2 separate regions of the Gossypium hirsutum genome follow, and region 1 is linked to region 2. A link is a contact called in public Hi-C data. All regions are on one chromosome and are shown on one strand. Each heading gives the region's core, a stretch centred on a gene start, on an enhancer-like site or on the middle of the called end of the contact. The rest is flanking DNA. Distances are from core to core; before and after follow the strand shown.

The links. A called contact is a pair of places that touch in the nucleus more often than the background predicts.
Region 1: a Hi-C map of leaf shows a contact between it and region 2, with 2.8 times the contacts expected there. The contact joins the promoter of LOC107901383 here to the promoter of LOC107901351 in region 2. A contact is called at or near these places in 14 of 34 Hi-C or Micro-C datasets (anther, callus, hypocotyl and 3 more).

What each region holds. Positions count from the first base shown.
Region 1 is chrA11:27,007,639-27,012,103 of Gossypium_hirsutum_v2.1, reverse strand. It overlaps LOC107901383 (GATA transcription factor 18), which reads left to right and starts at 2,519. Exons shown (of 2, transcript XM_016827377.2): 1 at 2,519-3,989; 2 at 4,081-4,465. The coding sequence starts at 3,549. The coding sequence ends at 4,383.
Region 2 is chrA11:26,735,960-26,741,173 of Gossypium_hirsutum_v2.1, reverse strand. It overlaps LOC107901351 (zinc-finger homeodomain protein 6), which reads left to right and starts at 3,607. Exons shown (of 2, transcript XM_016827312.2): 1 at 3,607-4,312; 2 at 4,502-5,214. The coding sequence starts at 4,742.

The DNA.
Region 1 (4,465 bases), core at 1,270-3,769, 270 kb before region 2:
AGAGTGTCCATATCGTAAGCTTAAAGCATTTAAAATATAAATGTTTGGGTTTGGAAATTTGTGTTTTGTTGCAGGGAAAAAAGGGTTATAGATAGAGATTCAAAGTATTTAAAGAAGGGAAAAATAAAAAAAGGAAGGGTTTACGTAAAGGACATGCATACAAATGACAGTCAAGGAAGACTAGATCCAGTCCAATGATACCTAACCCTTCTAAGGCATTCATCCATTTCTTTTTCTAACCATCTTTTTTTTTTACTTAATTATTTTGGGTTTGGTTTTAGGATTTATATTTGATGTAACCATGTATAAGTTGGTATATCTAAATAAATGAAATTCAGATAAGCACAAGTGCAAGGAGTTTAATCCTTGGGATAAACTCGTAAAACCAAAGAAAGAAAAGAAAAAGGTGCTAAATTTGAACGTAAGGTTTAGGAAGATAGTGATTAGACTTCCTTGGAGGCGACAATTAGAGGTTACAGTGACCCTTAGATTAGATGCCCATTGATACTGACAACAACTTATCTTTCATAGGACGGCTTACTATATTTGTTTTTCAAACAAGCACTCCTTTTTCTAAATGTTGGTCCGTTGGGTCGTCGGATCCTTTGTTTTTTTCTTCTTCTTCTTCTTCAAACAAACACTCCTTTTCTCAACTTACCTTTTTCTTTTCCCATCCTTCATTAAAAAAAAAAAAACTCAATCTCCCAAGAAACATTCCAGTTGTATTCTCGTTGCTTTTGAGGAATGTTAAATTAATGCGGTCTCTCATTATTTAAAAGCCTGTTGCAAGGGTCTTTCCTTGTTTATCACATTTTTGCATGCCATGCATGGCATGCAAAACCCAACCCAACCCAACTCTACAATTTTTTACATTTTTAAAAATAAAATAAAACAAAATCTACACCCTCACGATACCCTCGTGGCACCTTGAGAATTGAAAAAAACCCTGAGACGATCTGCTTTGATTTCCCTTGGAAAAACCATAAAAACTATCCTAAGCCCTAAAATTAGTGGACCCCACCCCAACGAGTCACATAGCATCATGATTAAATTCGGGAGCATGAAAAAAATAAAAACGCCATCCAAAACATTAAATCATCTTCGATGGGTTTCGTGGGTTTGAGATGATTAAGCAAATCCCAGAGTTTCCCATTAAAAAAAATCTCCTCGAATTTTATGGGCATTTGAGCTCCTCCCCCACTCTCCTCTCCTCGGCGTGTTCTCCACGCTCGCATCGATCATTTGTGGGTCGCGTGGCGGAAAATGATGATTGGAAATGGCGACACTATCTCGGGCTACTCACAGGGTTTTTTTTGTGTGTGTTTTCGTGGTTTACAAAGCGGTGAGAAGAGCATCTTTTGGAAAGCGGTGGCCGTCCCGTTTGTCGAACTAAGTAAGGCCCCTCACCAATCTCTAGACGATCTGATTCTTTTTTTTTTCCTCTCCTTCTCTCTCTCTTCATATCTTTTTGAATCTTTCCATCATATTCTTCATGAGATCAATTGAATATTATTTTGGGTTTTTTATTTTGGTTTGGGGTTTAGCCATGATGATGTGGGGTCATTTCTGAGTGTTCCCTTTTTTTTTTTTGTTTCTTAATTTCTCAAAATTTTTGACCTTTTTCTTTTTGTGATTTCCCATCTTTGACTCAAACATCTTTCTTTTCTTTCTCTCTTGGTAAGCTAAGTAGAAACAGAGATGTTTGTTGCTTTGATGATTGCAGAGTATCTCATTTTGATACCTTTATTTTAAATTTAATTTTTTTCATTTCATTTCCCCTTTAGCCTTGTTTCCAGTGTTGGGGATTTTACTATTTGCTAAGACAAAATACTAGAAACCAAAAGGCTTTTTCGGGGTGGTGGTGATGGGTTTTAGATACGGAACATGAAGAGATGATTATCATGACGATATTGGCTTTGGTTTTTTGAGAGAGGTTCACGTGATTCCAGGGTACGGTTTGGTTCTTATCATAGTAACCTTGAAAACTTGATTATCTTTTTCTTTTTGAAGGGACGAATGGATTGGACTTGCCTATGACTATAACAACTAACGGAGACGCCGTTGTTATAATAGCAGTGTTCATAGCTCCGCTGAATACACTTATAAATAAATTTATCAACTTAATTTATCCTTCCCCCACTGCCAAAACCAGTGCGTGACAATCACTAACTCCTTCCTGTATACCTGATCATTGAAGACATAGTTAAAGTTAAAACCTTTCAGATATCACAAACCAACAAAAATTTTAAATAAACAAGTATTACTAAGTGATCAATGGTTATGGGAAATTACAAAATATGTCTTTATTCTCTATCCAACTTGGAAAACAACAATTTTAAACTTCAGACACTAATTTTTCTTTCAAACTATAATCAAAACGATGGTGTTTTTATTACACTGAGAGCACGAGGGAAAGGTATAAAATCCTGGGAATGAATAATACCCTTCGGCAGTGGGGACTGGAGCGTGGGAAAAACGCCGCAGAGAGAAGGGGCGTGGGGGGGCGGGGAGGGGTGGAAATGTTCCATTTTCCTTGGGAGGCTGGCAATGACAGAGGAGAGGGGGCAGAGATACGGATACGGACAGAGGTTTTGATGTATTGGGTTTTAGAGTAATAGGGCCTCGTGATCGGAGAAGGCAGATCCATGGAAGACTGTTCCCGCTAGTCACGTGGCCCTCTTTTGACTACCCAATGACCAACCCATTGCTTTGCTTTGTTACGAGCGCCCCCCCCTCCCCCACCTCCCTTTTCCCCTTCAGTTTTGGAGTATAAATTCCATTGCCCACAACACCACCTAGTCCTCAACTTGCAAATAGTAGAGCCTTATTAGTTATTTCTCTATACTATCCCCTCCACCCTGACCCAGACTCTGACTGGCCGACTTATTTTTCTTTTTTCTCTTTACTTAATATTTAAGAGTACAAGTATACTAGTAGTATTTTAACTATATTTATGCATAGTTTATTGTGTTTTTTTTTGGGGAGGTTTTCTAAAAGTTTATTTCTCTATCTGTAACATGCAACCTGGGACCCTCTCTGTCTGTATCTTTATGTCTCTCTTGCTATACAAGCATGTACATCTCTCCATTTGCATTTGACGACAACGTGGACTACAGGTGCTGACTGGTATTTCGCCATTTTATTAGCTTATAAAGCTACCAGACAACAACTCTTCTCAGTCCCCCCCTCTCTCTCTCTTTTCTCTCAACTTCTTATTCAAACACTATATTATTGCACTTGGCTCTCAGTTTTACTATTTGGCTCGTACTATCCTGCCATTGCCCTTTAACTATACACTCCCACCATCAAATTCTTTCTATTTTCAATTACATTAGCTTGTTCTTTTTCCATTCATCTTCAATCCCTTTGTTTCTTCGTTTTTCATTTTGTTCTCACTGATCAGTTGGCGATTGTTGGTTGGTTTTTTGATCATTCTGAATCTACCCCCATTCGATCTTCGTGGTCATCCCATAGTGCTGAAATTGAGGTGACAGTGGGTATAGTTAGGCCTTTGACACATATTCATAGAGAAACCGATTGCGAAAACAATGCACAGGTGCAGTAGCTCTCAGGGAAACATGGTGGGTCCATGTTCATGTGGCCTGTATCAAAGCCAAAGCAACTCCTCGTGGCTATTTTCCATGCCGAACCACCGATCTTGCGATGAAACCAACATGTACCCTTTCATGCCCTCTTCATCTTCTTCCGTTGATTGCACTCTCTCTTTGGGAACTCCATCCACTCGTCTTTGTGAAGACGACGACAAGCATATCCGCCATGAACGTAGTAACCCTTGCATTTCCAACTATTGCTGGGACATGTTGCAGAACAAGAGCGCACCTTATTCACACCAAACCACCAAAGCTAGCCGTGGAAGCAATGGAAATAGCAGTAACGGCTCAGGCAACGATCCTCTCTTAGCTCGCCGCTGCGCCAACTGCGACACTACTTCAACCCCACTTTGGAGGAACGGGCCGAGGGGTCCAAAGGTATACCAAAATTTCCAAATCCGAATCTCTCCATTGTTTCTTCGGGATAAAAAAACAAACAACCTTATATCCTTGTTTTTGTTAATTGCAGTCACTTTGCAATGCCTGCGGGATTCGATTCAAAAAAGAAGAAAGAAGAGCTACAGCAGCAAATGCAAACAACTCATCGAGTGCAACAGCTTCAATGCTGGAACAGCAACACCATGGCTATCAGTATCACCACAACAATTCATGGGTTCATCAGAACCAAAAAATGCCATGTTTTTCCCCTCTTAATGAATTCAGGTTCATTGACGATACTGATCGAGATTCTGATACTGGAATCCCCTACCTTTCTTGGAGACTCAACGTCACAGACAGGCCAACAAGCCTTGTCCATGACTTTACAAGATAAAAAAAAATCAAAGAATAAAGAAGAAAAAAGAAAAGGAAAAGAAACCCTGGTTCCCATTGACGGTCAAGATCATGCACCAATG
Region 2 (5,214 bases), core at 2,358-4,857:
CATGAAAGCCATCACTATCGGGAACTTTTAAAGAGACTATGTCGAAAAGTACTGTTTTAATTTCCTCATCTGAAATTGCTTTTATATGTATGTTGCACTTTAGATTTAATGTCAACATATTAATTTCTGACTTTATAAAATTTTAGATGTATGTTGTAATTTAAAATAAAAAAATAAATTAAAATTGGTTGCCACAAATTTCAAACACAAAATTTTAACTTGGATATCAGTAGGAACGAAAAAAGATATTAACTTAGGTGAAGTTCACACGTTGAATTGTGCATCACGAATACACAGGCACGAATCCATAAAAATGAGAAAAATAAATTAAAGTTAATATAGATTTTATGAATGATGTTGGAAATTTACTTAATTTAATTATCGTAATATTTTAAAAAAAATTATAATACCTTTTTTGTAAGTGAAATAATTATTGATGTTATTTCATTTAGTTGTTTTATTAAAAAAATATAAAAAAATATAGCTTCCTAAAATTATTATTTTTTAAATTATAATAATTTTTTCATAAGTTAAATAACTATGAGATTGATTCATTTAATTGTTTTGCAAAAAGGAAAAAGAATCTAAATAAAAATAAATACCAATAATATTAGAAAAATATTTAAGTTAACTCCTTTCTCATTTATGATTTTGTTTGTCTAACTTATTTAAGATCTTTCAACTTTATCATAAATCATTAAATATCATAACTTAAAATTTAGAAAGTATTGTGAACCAAAATTAAATTTAAAATATAAATTTACATTGTTATCAATTAAACTGATCTCCCACCTCTTTGAATGCCATTTTTATTTGAATATATAATTTACTACTAATTTCATTATCAATGTTAAAAATAAAGCTATAATACTAAAAATTATCTTATCTTTTATTTTATTTAAATGCTTATTGAAACTAGTTAAATATTATTACAATTTAAAAATAACTTATATTAAAATGATCTTAAATTATTATTATAATATTTTTTCCTAATTTAATTTAATTTTAATTAAATTACTTAAAACACTTATAAAATAAATATGTTTTCTTCTTTTTCGATGTTTTATGCAACCAATTTTTTAATTCTTTCGGTTCTTAGGAAGTCAAATTTTTCATTTTCAATTCCAATTCCATTTTTAATTTTTAATCAAATACCAATTTTTGATAACACCACCGATGGTTTTCAATTTTCAATTTTTTTTGAAGGTTTTTTTTTCTTTTTCTTTTAGTTGTTGGTTTCGATTTTTTGTTTGTACTATTATTGAGGTTCAGATTTATGATGAACATCAGACTATATTATTATTGTGCTATTTACCCCCTTCAAACAAGTCTTGTAAGGAGACTCTGATTTATGAAAGAGAAATCTCTCAATTGAGGATGTATCTGTTGAGCAAAAACAAGCTCACAAGCGAGTTTTGTTTGAATAGCAAGTTAGATAGGCAAGCCTCGATTTTGGTAGCATCAAGGAAGCGAAACAATAGATGTCGCTATTGTAAGAAGTTAGGTCACGTCAAGATAGATTATTACAATCTGCGAAATAAAAGGGTTGCTGCGAGCAACAAGGAAGATTTAGCTGATGCTAATTTGGTCGATGACAAGGGTGATGAATTCTTGTTGGTGTCAATAAGTGAAAGCTTTGAACTTACATCCAAGTGGATTATGGATTTGGGGTGTTCTTTTCATATGTGTCCTAACAGGGATTGGTTCTCCACATACAATTCAGTTGAAGGTGGAGTTGTGCGTATGAGGAATGGTTCATCCAGTAACTGTTTAGATCAGGATACACGACAGGACAATCAGAACACTGTCAGACGTCATGTATGTACCTAATTTAAAAAGAAATCTCATCTTCTTAGAAAATTTGGGCTCGAAGGGTTGTAGAATTAACATCGAGTCAAACATCATTAAGGTATCTCGTGAGACTCTTGTTTTTATGAAAGGTAAAAAGATTTACAGTTTTTATGTTTTAGAAGGATCAACAGAGACTAGTGAAATGGGACGTCCCTCGTCCGTTAAGGAGTCAAAGTTAACTCTTTTGAAGCGGAGACAACTTGGTCATAGTAGGGAAAAAGGTATAACCGCTTTGTATAAGAGAGGTTCTCTTTTGGATGCAGGTTTTGAAAAGATAAGGCACTACGTTAGTGAAAACAGACCCAGGTCAGTTTTGATTTGGTAGTGCACAAGTTGAAGGCTAAAAGTCTTTCAGCTTCTAAGCAGAACTTCGACTCAGCAAATATCTTGCATAGTTCGAGATAGGCCCGTGGAGGGCTTTGGTAAAGAAGGCCTTGTGGAAATATGAGTCAATGTGAAGATTTTTGGAGTATGTCTCACATTTCGGTCAAATTAAGACACAATTAGAGAGTGACGTTGCAATAAGGAGGAACTCCTTGTCCCGATGAGCTGCAGATGTCACGACGCAACACCACATCGTCTTGACGATGCGAATTCCATGTCACGACGTGGCGACGTGTCATGCAATTTTCTCGATTTTTTTCTCCTGGTTAAACTCTGATTATTTGTTTCAGTCGAACTGTGATTAGTGTAAATTATTTTAATATTATTTAACTTACGAATTTAGCCTATAAATAGGCCCGTTTTCCACCCTAGAAAAATAACACATTATACATTTAGGTATTAGCTTTTACAAGCTTTCAGAGAATTTTTGTTTATATTTTGAGGGTTTTTATTTCGGGTTTCAGGGTTTAATTTTTATCTCTATCTTTGTTATATGTTGTTAATTTGTCATCACATATGCTCATTTTAATCACTCAACTTTAATAAATTTTCATTTTGATCATTCATTTTATTTTTAAAATTAATTTTTAATTGTTAAAAAAACCTTGAGTTTTTATAGGGAAATGAGTTATTTAGTTGCTAAGATTAAATCTAAAATTTTCACTTGTAACTCAATTTCAAATGAAAACTCAAATCTTTTCTTGTAGTGAACCATAACGTTTTCATTTTTATTGAAAAACTAAATTCTAAAAAAAAAGAAAAAGAAATTAACTAGATATTATAAATTTCCCTCCAAAAATCTAAGTTTTTCCTTTAGAAATCCAGATAACTTTCTCTAAAGCCCTAGATATTTTCCTCTTATTAAAAAAACTAAAATTAATTATTAAAAAGAAGAAATAAAAAAGATAAATTGATTTTTACTATAAAAATTAAAGTAAAATCTCAAGTTTTTTTGCTTCCCTTTTTCTAAGAAAAAAAATTAAAATTAATTGTAAAAAATAAAAATAAAGAAAAATAAAAACAAGAAAATAAGTTTTCCTATTGAAAAAAAAACTAAAATTAGTTCTCAGAAAAATAAAATAAGTGATAAAAATAAAAATTTACTAAGTTTGGTTACTATATAAGATCAAATTAATACTAAAATAATAAAAATATCTAACAACACTCATATTGCAAACTTTTTATTTTTTTATTAAAATTAAGTTACCAACAGAGTAATTTACCTAAACCTTTTAATCGAGATAGGTTTAGAACCAAAAACTTTGCTGCAGTTGGACTGAAACAAACCATGCTTCAAGAGAGAAAAAAGAGAGAGAAAGCGAATCCGAGACACACTAAAAGGACAAGTTCAGTGCTGTGGACCACCATATCTTCACTTTAATTCCTGCAAGCCCACAAAAGATAATAAAAGGGGTCCTCCCCTCTCCTCCTCTTTATTTTTTGTTTTTTCCTCCTCTTCCTTGCTGATTATCTCTTTAAGAGATTCCGTAATCAGCTTTTGTTTCTCATGGAACTGTCTTAGTGTGGCCAACCAAACAACCCTTTCAATTCAATTCTTTCAACACACACACACACATACTATATATATATATATATGTTGCCTCCATAGAATCTTACTTTGCCTTGCTTGTTTGGGGTTTGTTTAGGGTTACAAAGAGTGGGGATTATATCAGACAGAGAGGAGAGACTAGAAGATGTCAGTTGCCAAAAATGAAATGTGTTGGGCGAGGCAATAATTAGGAGCTGGACCAGTGTGCAAGCTCGGAGAGGGCTTGTCGGTTGTACCATGTCTCTTAGTGCCACCATCCTCTAATGCTCATCACTGGTTTTTGAGAGTACAAACCAAACCCACCTGTTTCCTTTGATTGATGGATTTTATGGGGTCAATTGGGTGATGGGAAACACAAACCCCTTCACAAATCTCTCTTTATCCCTCTCTTCTCCTACCAACCATCTCCTTAGTTCACCTTCCTTAATTTATGCTAAAACAACGCTTTCCTGCTTGGTTTGGTCTTAAATTGAGTTTCGAGGATTCTTACAGAAAAAAACATCTGTGATCAAGTTTTAATTCATCAAGGTAAGCTCTTTGTAAACTTGTCTCAGCTAAGGGGCCCCATATCATAGTCCCCTTTCCTGTTTCAGCTTCCAAAACTATATTTTTATCACTTTTCTCGGGTGTTTATATATATAATTAAATTTATTTTAGTCACTTCAAATTTTTTTCATTTGTCTCTACACTGCTCAAGCACTTGCGTTTCGTCTCCAGGAACAGGAAATCGGGATTTAGTGAAACGAGTTGGTGGGTTTAGCACTAAAACGTCAAAGTCAGGGATAATTTTGTCTTTCCCACTAATTATTTCTTTGATCAAGTGAAGAAGTGGTGATGAATTAGGGTATGAAATTATTGCATGTGGTCATGATGATGGGTTTGAGAACATATAGATTACTAGTTCATTAATTCCCTAATAATAAAAAACTGAGATCGAAGGCTTAGATCAAGGTTTTAATGGAACTGAGAGGCCAAGATAATAAGGAAATGGGGATGCCAAGCTCTTTTAGTTACAAAAATCAACTCAACAAAGACTCATATTCTTCAGCACCTGTAAATTCAGCTACGGGAGAAAGAAGAAGAGATCGAACGGTTCGTGGTGACCCCAACCTACCTCAAACCCTAGATGATCCACTTTCAGTACCTAACCCCAGAAGAGATCCGGACCCAGATCCAGTTTCAGCTTCCACAGCTACCACTGGTGAGATAGCAGCTGCGGCAGACAGCAGATCACCGCCAACACCGGAGCCCCAACCAGTCGCTGGTCCAACGTCGGCAACCATCAGCTTCACTCCTTTGATTAGGTATAAAGAATGTTTGAAGAACCACGCCGCCAGTATGGGCGGTCATGTGGTCGATGGTTGCGGGGAATTCATGCCGAGCGGCGAAGAAGGCACGCCGGAAGCGTTGAAATGTGCGGCCTGTGAATG